Regions from separate parts of the Salmo salar genome. Here region 1 is linked to region 2. A link is a contact called in public Hi-C data. All regions are on one chromosome and are shown on one strand. Each heading gives the region's core, a stretch centred on a gene start, on an enhancer-like site or on the middle of the called end of the contact. The rest is flanking DNA. Distances are from core to core; before and after follow the strand shown. Region 1 has its middle 7.9 kb from the start of LOC106583153. Region 2 holds the start of eefsec (eukaryotic elongation factor, selenocysteine-tRNA-specific).

What was found. Hi-C and Micro-C count contacts between places; a contact is called where the count stands out from the background.
Region 1: a Hi-C map of gill shows a contact between it and region 2, with 3 times the contacts expected there. The contact joins the enhancer-like site here to the promoter of eefsec in region 2. A contact is called at or near these places in 2 of 3 Hi-C or Micro-C datasets (gill and muscle).

Annotation. Positions count from the first base shown.
Region 1 is chrssa22:29,728,558-29,735,674 of Ssal_v3.1, reverse strand. No RefSeq gene overlaps it. Among protein-coding and RNA genes, the nearest start is that of LOC106583153, 7.9 kb to the left of the region's middle. Within about 2 kb of position 5,119, at least 1 of the 13 cell types and tissues checked has an H3K27ac peak or open chromatin away from gene starts, as enhancers often do. A contact at or near this core is called in gill, where this site is marked.
Region 2 is chrssa22:29,537,282-29,544,294 of Ssal_v3.1, reverse strand. eefsec (eukaryotic elongation factor, selenocysteine-tRNA-specific) reads right to left here and starts at 2,166. Exons shown (of 7, transcript XM_014167118.2): 1 at 1,422-2,166; 2 at 1-75. The coding sequence starts at 1,725. ruvbl1 (RuvB-like AAA ATPase 1) reads left to right here and starts at 2,360. Exons shown (of 11, transcript XM_014167120.2): 1 at 2,360-2,695; 2 at 2,836-2,922; 3 at 3,080-3,212; 4 at 6,054-6,205; 5 at 6,289-6,378. The coding sequence starts at 2,555.

The DNA of each region.
Region 1 (7,117 bases), core at 3,870-6,369, 190 kb before region 2:
GCGAATTTGACAATCTTGGTGTTCTCTGGCAAATGCCTAATGTCCTGCACGGTGTTGGGCTGTAAGCACAACCCCCACCTGTGGACGTCGGGCCCTCATACCACCCTCATGGAGTCTGTTTCTGACCGTTTGAGCAGACGACTACTTGTCTAGCTTGCTAGCTAAGATTTTGAAAATATGATGTTGACATGATCAGTCCAATCAACGCTACGGTAGATATAATGTGGTGATTTGACATAATATTATTTGTGGCCAATGACCTTGACCCTTCTTGGAGGGACACCTCTAATGTAACTCTATGGCAGCAGCCAAGGGGCTTGATTTTTCGAGCTCTCCTAGTGGATTTTGCTGTGAGGTAGTGACCCCATGAGTGACAGAATGCTGAGCCAATCACGGCGCAACTACAGAACATTACCAACCCCTACGCTTCGTATTTTCCGCTGGCTGCCCCACCACCATGGAAAGCACTGAGCTAGGCTGAAACACCTGTATTTTGGAACTGCCTTACTCAAGAAAACAAAACAGAGACCGTGTTTGTATGTCTTTATTAACTCAATTCTTTTTTTTACGTTGTTTGCAAAATGATATGTGACACATATTAATGTCAAAATAACATGAAAACAGGCAAAAAATAAATAAATAAATATATATTATTATTATTATTTCAACAAAAAAAATGCTAAAAAGGTGGGGCTCAAAACAGGCGGGGCTCTGCCCCACCTTCCCTAAATGACGGATTGCCACTGTGCGCTACACATTATGGTTTGGGGGGTGCCAATGTGAAACATGGCCTTTAAACTTTGAACACCGTCGCAACCTTCGCTCTCTCTCTCCTGCTACTCTCTCCTCTTCCATCCTATCATCTCTTCCCTCTGCTCAATCCTTCTCCAACCAATCTCCTGATTCTGCCTCCTCTCCTCCCTTTCTGCATCCTTTGACTCTCTATGTCCCCTATCCTCCCGGCCGGCTCAGTCCTCCCCTCCTGCTCCGTGGCTTGACGACTCATTGCGAGCTCACAGAACAGGGCTCCGGGCAGCCGAGCGGAAATGGAGGAAAACTAGCCTCCCTGCGGACCTGGAATATTTTCACTCCATCCTCTCCACATTTTCTTCCTCTGTTTCTGCTGCTAAAGCCACTTTCTACCACTCTAAAGTCCAAGCATTTGCCTCTAACCCTAGGAAGCTCTTTGCCACCTTCTCCTCCCTCCTGATTCCTCCTCCCCCCCCCCCCTCTCTGCGGACGACTTTGTCAAAAGAGAAGGTTGACGACATCCGATCCTCGTTTGTTAAGTCAAACGACACCGCTGGTCCTGCTCACATTGCCCTACCCTATGCTTTGACCTCTTTCTCCCCTCTCTCTCCAGATGAAATCGTGCGACTTGTGATGGCCGGCCGCCCAACAACCTGCCCTCTCTTGCCATCTCTCTCAGAATGACCTTCTTGATCCAAATCAGTCAGGTTTCAAGACTGGTCATTCAACTGAGACTGCTCTTCTCTGTGTCACGGAGGCTCTCCACACTGCTAAAGCTAACTCTCTCTCCTCTGCTCTCCTCCTTCTAGACCTATCTGCTGCCTTTGATACTGTGAACCATCAGATCCTCCTCTCCACCCTCTCAGAGTTGGGCATCTCCGGCGTGGCTTACTCTTGGATTGCGTCCTACCTGACAGGTCGCTCCTACCAGGTGGCATGGCGAGAATCCGTCTCCGCACCACGTGCTCTCACCACTGGTGTCCCCCAGGGCTCAGTTCTAGGCCCTCTCCTATTCTCGCTATACACCAAGTCACTTGGCTCTGTCATATCCTCACATGGTCTTTCCTATCATTGCTACGCAGACGACACACAATTAATCTTCTCCTTTCCCCCTTCTGATAACCAGGTGGCGAATCGCATCTCTGCATGTCTGGCAGACATACCCATGTGGATGACGGATCACCACCTCAAGCTGAACCTCGGCAAGACGGAGCTGCTCTTCCTCCCGGGGAAGGACTGCCCGTTCCATGATCTCGCCATCACGGTTGACAACTCCATTGTGTCGTCCTCCCAGAGTGCTAAGAGCCTTGGCGTGACCCTGGACAACACCCCGTCGTTCTCCGCTAACATCAAGGCGGTGACCCGATCCTGTAGGTTCATGCTCTACAACATTCGCAGAGTACAACCCTGCCTCACACAGGAAGCGGCACAGGTCCTAATCCAGGCACTTGTCATCTCCCGTCTGGATTACTGCAACTCGCTGTTGGCGGGGCTCCCTGCCTGTGCCATCAAACCCCTACAACTCATCCAGAATGCCGCAGCCCGTCTGGTGTTCAACCTTCCCAAGTTCTCTCACGTCACCCCGCTCCTCCGCACACTCCACTGGCTTCCAGTTGAAGCTCGCATCTGCTACAAGACCATGGTGCTTGCCTACTGAGCTGTGAGGGGAACGGCACCTCCGTACCTTCAGGCTCTGATCAGTCCCTACAACCAAAGAAGGGCACTGCGTTCATCCACCTCTGGCCTGCTCGCCTCCCTACCTCTGCGGAAGCACAGTTCCCGCTCAGCCCAGTCAAAACTGTTCGCTGCTCTGGCACCCCAATGGTGGAACAAGCTCCCTCACGACGCCAGCGGAGTCAATCACCACCTTCCGGAGACACCTGAAACCCCACCTCTTTAAGGAATACCTGGGATAGGATTAAGTAATCCTTCTACCCCACCCAAAAAATATATAGATGTACTATTGTAAAGTGGTTGTTCCACTGGATATCATAAGGTGAATGCACCAATTTGTAAGTCGCTCTGGATAAGAGCGTCTGCTAAATGACGTAAATGTAATGTAAATGTAACACTATTCTGTCATACTAAACGCAGCCCAGGCAAATGCAATTGAGCAATTCGCAGTGGAATTGATCAACCAATTGTGTGTTAGATACCAACCACATACGTTTGCTTGTCACCCCCTCATTATCATATTGGAGGAAGAAATACATAAATAAATAAATGAAGAAATAATATAAATGAATAAAATGAAAGAAAGTGAGATTAATTATTTAAATAAATATGTATCTATTTATGTGTGCGTCCATTGATGCATTTATCTATTTATGTGTATATATTTTTTTATTTTATTTTTTCTTCTAATTATGGCAGGTTTGGTCCTCCATAGACACAGCACTTGGACCAGCAGAACCAGAACCTTTAGCAAATCAATCTGTTCATTTCCCACATTTAGCATTATCGGCCTAAAGACCCCTTTTTTGGTCTCTGACTTTTTCAGCACCACTTCCTTTTTTTATGCAGAGTCAGAGTGGGTCTAACTCTCTCTGATGATGTGTGTTTGATTTGGAATGTGAATTTGTGCCACCTCAGCTCAGCCAATCAGAAAACCGAGCCGGCCCATCTTGGTAGTGGGACAGGCCGCTGCCCACTGGTCAGCCAAATGCTCAATATAGATGATTATGACAACAGAGAAATCTTGCAAAAGTCATAAAAAAACAGGCTCATGGGCCGTCGGCCGTGTCCATTATTTATTTAATTTTATAAATATATTCTTTTATTTTTGTCAAGTTCGACCACCCCACACCAATAAACGATGGTCCGGCCATTCTGGCCTTTGCCAGAACTGTCAGAGGGCCAATCTGCCCTAAATTTGTTAATAGACCAATTTAAGAGTTCCAAACCTCTCATGATTGAGAACTTGTTGTTTGCTTAGAAGCATTTTTTCTTTTTTTGCCATTTTAATTGAAAACCATCACAGTAGGGTACTTAATTGTTATCCAGAAATTATTTGATATTGAGATAAAAATGGCTGCATTGGACCTTTAAGTGAAAAGAGAGGCTGTGTAGAGTGCATGAGGCCCGTACAAATAGAATTTCTAATCAGAATTGCAACTCGGCTTAACCTCTACTAATTATCCCTGAACCGCTGGTTGTAGGACTGTCTGTCTTGTATATAGATATTCAAAAATATATATAATTTAATCATTCAAATATCTTTCCTGTGATTTTGATATGAGAGAGAAGGAAGATGGAAAGGGGAGCCGAAGAGAGTGAGAAAAGAGAAAAAGAGGGGGAGTGAGAGTAAAGAGAGACGGAGGAGGGAGAATTCCCCCTGGTATGACCTCTCTAACTTTCTACAATAACAAACATGAGGTCCATAACCTGTGTCCCCAAGGGCTATGGACTACACTCCTCCAGTCCTCTCTCTGACACCAGCAGGATCACTGGATAACTCTTTTTTTATATATATATTTTTTGTACTTTTATCACATCGAACCTAAACCTTCTACTGCTCGGCTAGGAAATACTCGAAATAATCTTTAGACAGAAGGGTTTTCACCATAATACTGTTGAGTTACATAACATCGCCCCATCAACGGACAAAACAACATGCTTCATTTGAAATAGTGAGTTAAACAGTGCGCAAAATGTTGTGTTGGCCACATCCTCTCCACTGGGTGTCACTCTCCGTCAATTTATAACCATATCTCCTCAAGCACTGCCTGGCGCGCACACACTTTCGCACCATAATCATATAAATGGGAATAATGCTTTTCTCAATGCCGCCAGTGGGATAATGACACACACCTTGGCGCGTGTTTTTATTTGTTAAATCGTTATTACATGCGCTGAAGCCGTGAGAAGAGCTGTTTCGGGTCACAGTGATTCTCTCAAAGGAACTTAACAAGGGTCTTTAAATTATATTAAAACAGAATGATGAGAGGATGAGGAAAATAATTTGCACTATCACGAATAGGGATGGAAGAATACTTGAGGTTTCATGACTTTGTGTTTGACCTTTCCCGGAAGGAGAGCCATCCCCGGAATATAATAGATTCTGGCAACGATATGGAAAATGGCTGGAACGTTATCAGTGTTTCCCGGGAGACCATCAGCGCGCCTGGTTATTAAATGCCGACTATGTTTATATTGAAAAATGCCACTTTTGTCATAACGTATCACTCACAGACACTCATACATAATGTTCCAAGAGCGATAATAAGTGGATGCCTCTTTTTCATGCCCTCACATAAGTCATCATGACATGCACGCGTTTCGTTTTTCCAGAGTGACTGAAGAATGTAGGCCTACATTTGTAGAGCGGAAATGTGGAGGACTCCTTTTTCATTACTTAGGCTACTTTTCGTATATGAAAGGTTTTCACAAGAAATACTATTCCCACTGGGCACAAACGTCAATTCAACGTCTATTCTACGTTGGCTCAGCGTATTTTCATTCAACTGACGTGGAAACGATGATCATTCGTGATCATTGGGCATGGGCAGTGGTTGGAGAAGTACCCAATTGTCGAACTTGGGTAAAAGCAAAGATACCTTAAAAGAAAATGACTTAAGTAAATTTGAAAGTCACGCAGTAAAATACTATAAATATACTTAAGTATAAAAAGTAAATGTAATCACTAAAATATGCTTAAATATCAAAAGTGAAAGTATAAATAATTTCAAATTCCTTATATAAACCAGGTGGCACCATTTTCTTGTTTTTTTTTTAAGGGTAGCCAGGAGCTAAGCATGTGTGTTTAGAGAGAACTAAATAAAGGTTCAAATAAAATAATATATTAATAAATAACTAAGCATTTGTGTTTAGTGAGTCTGCCAGATCAGAGGCAGTAGGGATGACCAGGGATGTTCTCTTGATAAGTGTGTGAATTGGACCATTTTCATGTCCTGCTAAGCATTCAAAATGTAATGAGTACTATTTGGGTGTCAGGGAAAATCTAAGGAGTAAAAAGTAAAAAGAAAATATATATATATATATATATATATATATTTTAGGAATGTAGGGGAGTAAAAGTAAAATTTGTCAAAAATATAAATAGTAAAGTAAAGTACAGATACCCCCCAAAACGACTAAAGTAGTACTTTAAAGTATTTTTGCTTAAGTTCTTTACACCACTGGCCACGGGGTAGGCTTCGCAGGACGTACAGTTGAAGTTGGAAGTTTACATACACTTAGGTTGGAGTCATTAAAACTCGTTTTTCAACCACTCCACAAATTTCTTGTTAACAAACTATAGTTTTGGCAAGACGGTTAAGACATCTACTTTGTGCATGACACAAGTAATTTTTCCAACAATTGTTTACAGACAGATTATTTCACTTATAATTCATTATATCACAAATCCAGTGGGTCAGAAGTTTACATACACTAAGTTGACTTTGCCTTTAAACAGCTTGGGAAATTCCCGAAAAAGAAGTCATGGCTTTAGAAGCTTCTGATAGGCTAATTGACATCATTTGAGTCAATTGGAGGTGTACCTCTGGATGTATTTCAAGGCCTACCTTAAAACTCAGTGCCTCTTTACTTGACATCATGGGAAAATCAAAAGAAATCAGCCAAGACCTCCACAAGTCTGGTTCATCCTTGGGAACAATATCCAAATGCCTGAAGGTGCCACGTTCATCTGTACAAACAATAGTACGCAAGTATAAATACCATGGGACCATGCAGCCGTCTTACTGCTCAGGAAGGAGACGCATTTTGTCTCCTAGAGATGAACATACTTTGATGCGAAAAGTGCAAATCTCAAGACATCAGTCAAGAAGTTAAAGCTTGGCGGCAAATGGGTCTTCCAAATGGACAATGACCCCAAGCATACTTCCAAAGTTGTGGTAAAATGGCTTAAGGACAACAAAGTCAAGGTATTAGAGAGTGGCCATCACAAAGCCCTGACCTCAATCCTATAGAACATTTGTGGGCATAACTGAAAAAGCTTGTGCGAGCGAGGAGGCCTGCAAACCTGACTCAGTTACACCAGCTCTGTCAGGAGGAATGGGCCAAAATTCACGCAACAACTGTGGGAAGCTTGTGGAAGGCTACCAGAAACATTTGACCCAAGTTAAACAATTTAAAAGCAATGTTACCAAAAACTAATTGAGTGTATGTAAACTTCTGACCCACTGGGGGATGTGATGAAAGAAATAAAAGCTGAAATAAATCATTCTCTCTACTATTATTCTGACATTTCACATTCTTAAAATAAAGTGGTGATCCTAACTGACCTAAGACATGGAATTTTTACTAGGATTAAATGTCAGGAATTGTGAAAAACAGAGTTTAAATGTATTTGGCTCATTATTGCAGAAAGCGAATGACTTAATTAATGGAAAGGCGATCACTGGCC
Region 2 (7,013 bases), core at 917-3,416:
GACACTCTGCTGTCTGGGTCTGGATCCCCTTCACCACATCTACCACCAGCATCATCAAGTCTATGATCTGAGCCCCTGAAACACACACACACACACACACACACACACACACACACACACACACACACACACACACACACACACACACACACACACACACACACACACACACACACACACACACACACACACACACACAATTAGACTTACGTATGCTATATGGCTTGTCTATAATAAACACCCCAGTCCAAATACTTCAGTGAAATGATTGTGACCACTCAGCACTGCATGGTTACAGCTTATCTACACAGGGCCCATATGACCTGTCATAAGTTGCGCAATCAATGGAGAAACAGCAACAGACAACCAAGAATAATAACGAAGAGGGTGAGAGATGACGGAGGGTACAAAGGGTAAAGATGTAGAGAAGGGAGAAGGGCTAGAGGGCTGAAATTAGAGCCCCAGCTCACTTGGTTGTCTTTCCTCTCCCTCTTTTCTTTCCTTCACTTTGGCAGTCTTTCTTTCCTGTGCTCCCCTATTTTCTCTGCCTCTCTTTGGCTTTCCTTCTATCCTGTGCTCTCCCCATTGGGGACAGGAGAGGAAGTTGATTACATACCCTGATCCCCACACCTTCCTTCCGCCCTAATCCACAGCATGTGCCATCCACAGGGACACACTGGATTTATATAGCCAACTACCAGCCATATACACTGACTCAGGCCACACTCCCACTGTGTGTGTGCTCTCCTTATCCTGCTTTCCTTCAGCTCCAATCTTCTTCTCCCACCAATGCACCTTCGCCTCTCAGCCCTGTCAAAGCAGTCTCCACTTACGGCATACATAGTAAATTCCTTACCTAGAAATAATAAAACCAAAATAATAAAAATGTGGATAAAGCCTACAAACACTCCTCAGGAGTGGAGAGAGAGATCGTAGCAAGAAAGAGAGGGGGAATGACTAAGCAGGATTTAGCTGGGGCGTAAGGAAGTCACTTGTCCTCCTGGAGACTTCTACCCATTCCTCCTCTCTCTCTTCCTTGCCAAGCCACAGGCTAGTGGAGGGGCCAGTCAATCAGTGTGGGTTAACCATGTAATGGCTGCATTAAATGGTTGAGTCAAGAAATAATGTATATTTGTATCAGGTTTATGTGTACTCTTTATTCTGCAGTCCCAGTATGTTCCCATTTGCCATAATTGAAGCTGGCTGTCAAACTCATGGCTAGAGTACCAGGAGCTGTCAGACAGCTGACTGGACAGTTGAAATGTGTCACTACATGTCATGTACAGTCATTTAGTGTGAGTGATGGGATCTCCACCGTTACACAGGTGTCAACACCTGAACATTTGCTGTCTTGCTACTATGGTTAGGGTATCGATTTCTCTCTGCAGTAATATGATATTCTCCTCATTCACTTCTCTCACCCCCAATGATGGTGCGAATGAGGGACGCGTGTCCAGGACAGTCCACCAGCGTGAACTGCAGTTTGTCGTAGCCGTGGCCCCCGGGGTCCTCCCGCAGCTGCTCGGGGAGGTCCACGGTGAAGGAGGAGAAGCCGAGATCCAGGGTGATGCCTCTCTCTCGGGACTGGGGGTTCTTGTCAAAGGCAGCCGTCGACGCTGTGCTGCTGAGCGCCCTGGCAAGCGACGTCTTTCCGCTGTCGACATGCCCAAGTACCCCCACATTAAAATTGAGAGTCTTCGGGTGGTTGTTGCTCGAGTCTGCCATGACTGGTAGCTAGTTATCTGCTCCTGTCGCAACCTCAGCAGCTAGCGTTACTGGCTGGGCCTTGAACTCTAGTTACGTTCAGTAAGTTAATGACACAACACAATTGACAACATTTACGATAAACTAATATTCAATAACCTCATTCATTGAACTCCTTGCGTTACAATTAATTAATATGTTTGATGAAATATAGGTAGCTAAACACAAACGTTAGCCGTCGAGCTACACAAACTTTTCTTTCAACTTTTCTTCCTGCGTATCAGTAAAAACAGTCCTCTGGAAATAATGCAAGTGTGAGTAACGTTTTATTCCCTCTTGCAAGTAGAGGCTACAAAATCATGAGGTGGGAAGAAAATATCCGTCTAAAACTCAAAACTAATTATATTTATTAAGCAAACTTTTTGATAAGAGAGTGTTGGCGATGGAATGCGATCACAAAGGCAGGAATCAATCTCAAATGATGTACCAGTTTCCGTAAAGTCAAAGTGACGTGAACACAAGCGGAAATAAAAGCCCAAAAGAGGCGTGGTAGTTTTTGTATGAGTGAGATTGACAGTGCTTCTATCCAGTCGCTTTATAACAGAAGAGCATAATTGTCCAATAGTGTATCTCTTAGAGCTAAAAAAAAAGAACTTTCGGGTGGTATTTCCTTCAACTTCCTTGGTAACCCACATGGAAACAGTTCTTATCATACCTCACTGAAAAAGATCGCATCTGTTTGTTTTGTTTTACCGCGCCAATTCTAAAGGTGAATAAATAACTATCACGAAGGGAGCATTTTTGTTTGGGTTTGTTGCTTTCTTATACGACGTTCATAAAATACACAGACATGAAGATCGAGGAAGTCAAAAGCACCACGAAAACCCAGCGCATCGCGTCTCACAGCCATGTAAAAGGACTCGGGCTAGACGATGCCGGGAACGCAAAGCAAAATGCGTCAGGTCTTGTTGGACAGGAGACCGCAAGAGAGGTAGGTAAATTTGTATTGCATTTTTCTTAATGTATTACTTATTATTCTATTCCTCATTTTTAATTAAACTACCAACTGGGCTTGGCAAAGCCAAGTGTATTTTTTTATGGATGTTCTTTACCGTTGTTTTCTGTCAACAGGCTTGTGGTATCATTGTGGAACTGATCCGCTCAAAGAAGATGTCGGGAAGGGCTGTTTTACTTGCTGGACCTCCCGGTACAGGAAAGGTAGACAAGATGTTACTGCATTACTTCAATGATACCCCAAAGTCGTAATTGTGAAATGTCTGATATGCTTACTGTGTCTCCTGGCCTCCACAGTAATAGAAAGAATACAACTTTAGAGACTTTGACCAACCCTACTTTGCGCCATCTCATTCCGCAGACCGCCCTGGCGTTGGCAATGGCACAGGAGCTCGGCAACAAAGTGCCCTTCTGCCCCATGGTGGGCAGTGAGGTCTACTCTTCTGAGATCAAGAAAACAGAGGTGCTGATGGAGAACTTCAGGAGGGCCATAGGTGAGGGGCCACACACAAACACAGGGCCACTGGGAATGGATCACACATGCTAGTGCTGAGCGAGTTGTGCTTTTTGAGGTAGTTTCAGTTCGATTACGTAAAAAAAATTGTCAGTGAAGAGCACTTTTTGCCAGTCCTGTCTGGTTCAGCGACGGTGGGTTTGTGCCCATAGGTGATGTTGTTGCCGGTGATGTCTGGTGAGGACCTGCCTTACAACAGGCCCACAAGCCCTCAGTCCAGCCTCTCTCAGCCTATTGCGGACAGTCTGAACACTGATGGAGGGATTGTGCTTTCCTGGTGTAACTGGGGCAGTTGTTGTTGTCATCCTGTACCTGTCCTGCAGGTGTGATGTTCGGATTTACCGGTCCTGTGCAGGTGTTGTTACATGTGGTCTGCCACTGCGAGGATGATGAGATGTCCGTTCTGTCTCCCTGTAGCGCTGTCTTAGGCGTCTCACAGTACGGACATTGCAATTCATTGCCCTGGCCACATCTGCAGTCCTCATGCCTCCTTGCAGCATGCCTAATGCACGTTCACGCAGATGAGCAGGGACCCTGGGCATCTTTCTTTTGGTGTTTTTCAGTCAGTAGAAAGGCCTCTTTAGTGTCCTAAGTTTTCATAACTGACCTTAAATGCCTACCGTCTGTAAGCTGTTAGTGTCTTAATGACCTTTCCACAGGTGCATGTTCATTAATTGTTTATGGAACATTGAACACGCATGGGAACAGTGTTTAAACCCTTTACAATGAAGATCTGTGAAGTTAACCCGTAAAAATCCAAATATCTTTGAAAGACAGGGTCCTGAAAAAGGGACGTTTCTTTTTTTGCTGAGTTTATTTCACAGCGGTTTAGATGGTACAATGATTCTGTAAACATTGCTTTTTTTTCACATAAAGGCGGACTATTATAATTTTAGCAACCAGGAAATGGCAGAGCGATTTCTGCATATTGCACCTTTAAATGCATTAAGTGGGTTGAATGCTGTAACAACACAGAATAAAACAATCAATACAAGTACCATGATGGTAGTGACTGTCCATTACTGCTCATCACTTATTAACCATCATTTATTCACATTACTTCACTTTAATAAAATATTTCAGTTGTTATTACATTTGTTTTATTTGACTTTATTATTTAATTCCAAGTAATCTTATCTCTATAGAACTGCTGTCTGACAAAATCACTATTTTAGTAGTTCTTCAAAGTAAATAAGGCATACTTTTGATTGCTGAATACCAACTAACAATGACTTTGATAATGTATTTTGAGGCAGAGATACCTTGAAGCAACTGCTCTCTATCCCTCTCCATTATGCATTCTTCTCTCTTTTACATAGCAGGCGTAAAAGAAACACAGACCGGAGAAGTAGACGCGCAATGGATTATGGTGATTGTAGTTAATTACCACGTTTTAATGTGTGAAACTATACTGAACAAAATATAAACTCAACATACAACAATTTCAAGATTTTAGTTACAGTTCATATAAGGAAATCAGTGAATTGGAATAAATTAATTAGGCCCAAATCTATGGATTTCACATGACTGGGCAGGGGCGCAGCAGTGGGTGGGCCTGGGCAGGCATAGGCCCACCCACTTGTGTGCCAGGCCCACCCACTGGGGAACCAGGCCCAGCCCATCAGAATGAGTGAGTGTTTCCCGACAAAGGGCTTCATTACAGACAGAAATGCTCTTCAGTTTCGTCAGTTGTCCGGATGAAATCTCGCAGGTGAAGAAGCCGGATGTGGAGGTCCTGGCTGGCGTGGTTACACGTAGTCTGGTTGGACGTACTGCCAAATTCTCTAAAATGACGTTGGAGGTGGATTATGATAGAGAAATGAACATTCAATTCTCTGGCAACAGCTCTGGTGGACATTTCTGCAGAGAGTGTGTCAATTGCACTCTCCCTCAACGTGAGACGTCTGTGGCGTTGTGTGACAAAACTGCACATTTTAGTGTGGCTTTTTATTGTCCCGAGCACAACGTGCACCTGTGTAATGACCAGGCTGTTTAATCAGCTTCTTGATATGCCACACCTGTCAGGTGGATGGATTATTTTGGCAAAGGAGAAATGCTCACTAACAGGGATGTAAACAAATTTGTGCACAAAATTTGAGAAAAAATAAGCTTTCTGTGCATATGGAACATTTCTGGGATCTTTAATTTCAGCTCATGACACATGGGACCAACACTTTACATGTTGCTTATATTTTTGTTCGGTATATGTAGAATATTGGCCTGTTGGAAATTACAACTGCCTACTAAATTGCACAGTTTGGATAAAGCTGCACCCTTCATTCACCTGCTGCACCACCATCAGAATAGACTCCAGAGCCAGGCGTTCTCCTGCTGGACAGAAGCAGGACTAGGGGAGGGTATCAGTGTGGCTGACACTGGGGAGGATGGCCTTGGAGAGGGACTGTTGGAGTGTTGACATTACCTGTCACAGAGAAGGAAATGGAGCGTGGGTTGAGAGCGGAGTGGTGGTCAGCACCCTCACCCCACAGAACACACAAGTTTTACGATGGAGGAAAATGGCGGGGTACATTCTGAGCCTGTCGACACCCCCCTGATAAGAGCCCTCTGACAGATGGTCTCTCCCTCAGAAGTGTCTCCCCTCCTGCCACTCACACCGGGAGGCTGTATGCAGGAGGAACAAGGGCTACAGTGTGATCACATTACGAAGAGAGAGGACCATGCACTGTGCACACACTGTCTCACATTCTCCAATAAATGATCCACCAGGTAGACCAAAGGATGTGGCGTTTTTATTGATTCAGAGAGAGTAGGGCTTTACAGAGTCTTCATTCACTGTGTGACCCTGTCCTCCCTCCTCCAGGTCTGCGTATTAAGGAGACCAAGGAGGTGTATGAGGGGGAGGTTACAGAGCTGACCCCCTGTGAGACGGAGAACCCCATGGGTGGTTACGGGAAGACCATCAGCCACGTCATCATCGGACTGAAGACCGGCAAGGGCACCAAGCAGCTCAAGGTCAGGCACGAGTCCGAGTCTAGACCAGTCCGTATAGAAGTTGCCCATGTGTCTCACTGTCTGTGTCTCTGTTGTTTTTGTAGCTGGACCCCAGTATTTATGAGAGCCTGCAGAAGGAGCGTGTGGAAGCAGGAGACGTCATCTACATTGAAGCAAACAGTGGCGCCGTCAAGGTATCAGTACACTTCCACTTATTACAGTACACTTCTATACAAACACTCGCTTTGGAAAGGCTCCCATACACAAATTACACATTTGCAATGGCTCAAACATTTAAGTCCAGAGTAATTGTAAACGGAGTAAGTAGATAAACTAACAAACAAGTACACAAACTAAGAATACCCCCCCCAAAATAAAACAACACTAAAAGAACAGTGCGCAATCCTCCTGGGCCGCTCTGTTTCATCTCTGTTTCATCTCTCTACTGTAGGCATTCCTCCAGCTCTGTTTCATCTCTGTTTCATCTCTCTACTGGAGGCATTCCTCCAGCTCTGTTTCATCTCTGTTTCATCTCTCTACTGTAGGCATTCCTCCAGCTCTGTTTCATCTCTGTTTCATCTCTCTACTGTAGGCATTCCTCCAGCTCTGTTTCATCTCTGTTTCATCTCTCTACTGTAGGCATTCCTCCAGCTCTGTTTCATCTCTGTTTCATCTCCCTACTGTAGGCATTCCTCCAGCTCTGTTTCATCTCTGTTTCATCTCTCTACTGTAGGCATTCCTCCAGCTCTGTTTCATCTCTGTTTCATCTCCCTACTGTAGGCATTCCTCCAGCTCTGTTTCATCTCTGTTTCATCTCTCTACTGTAGGC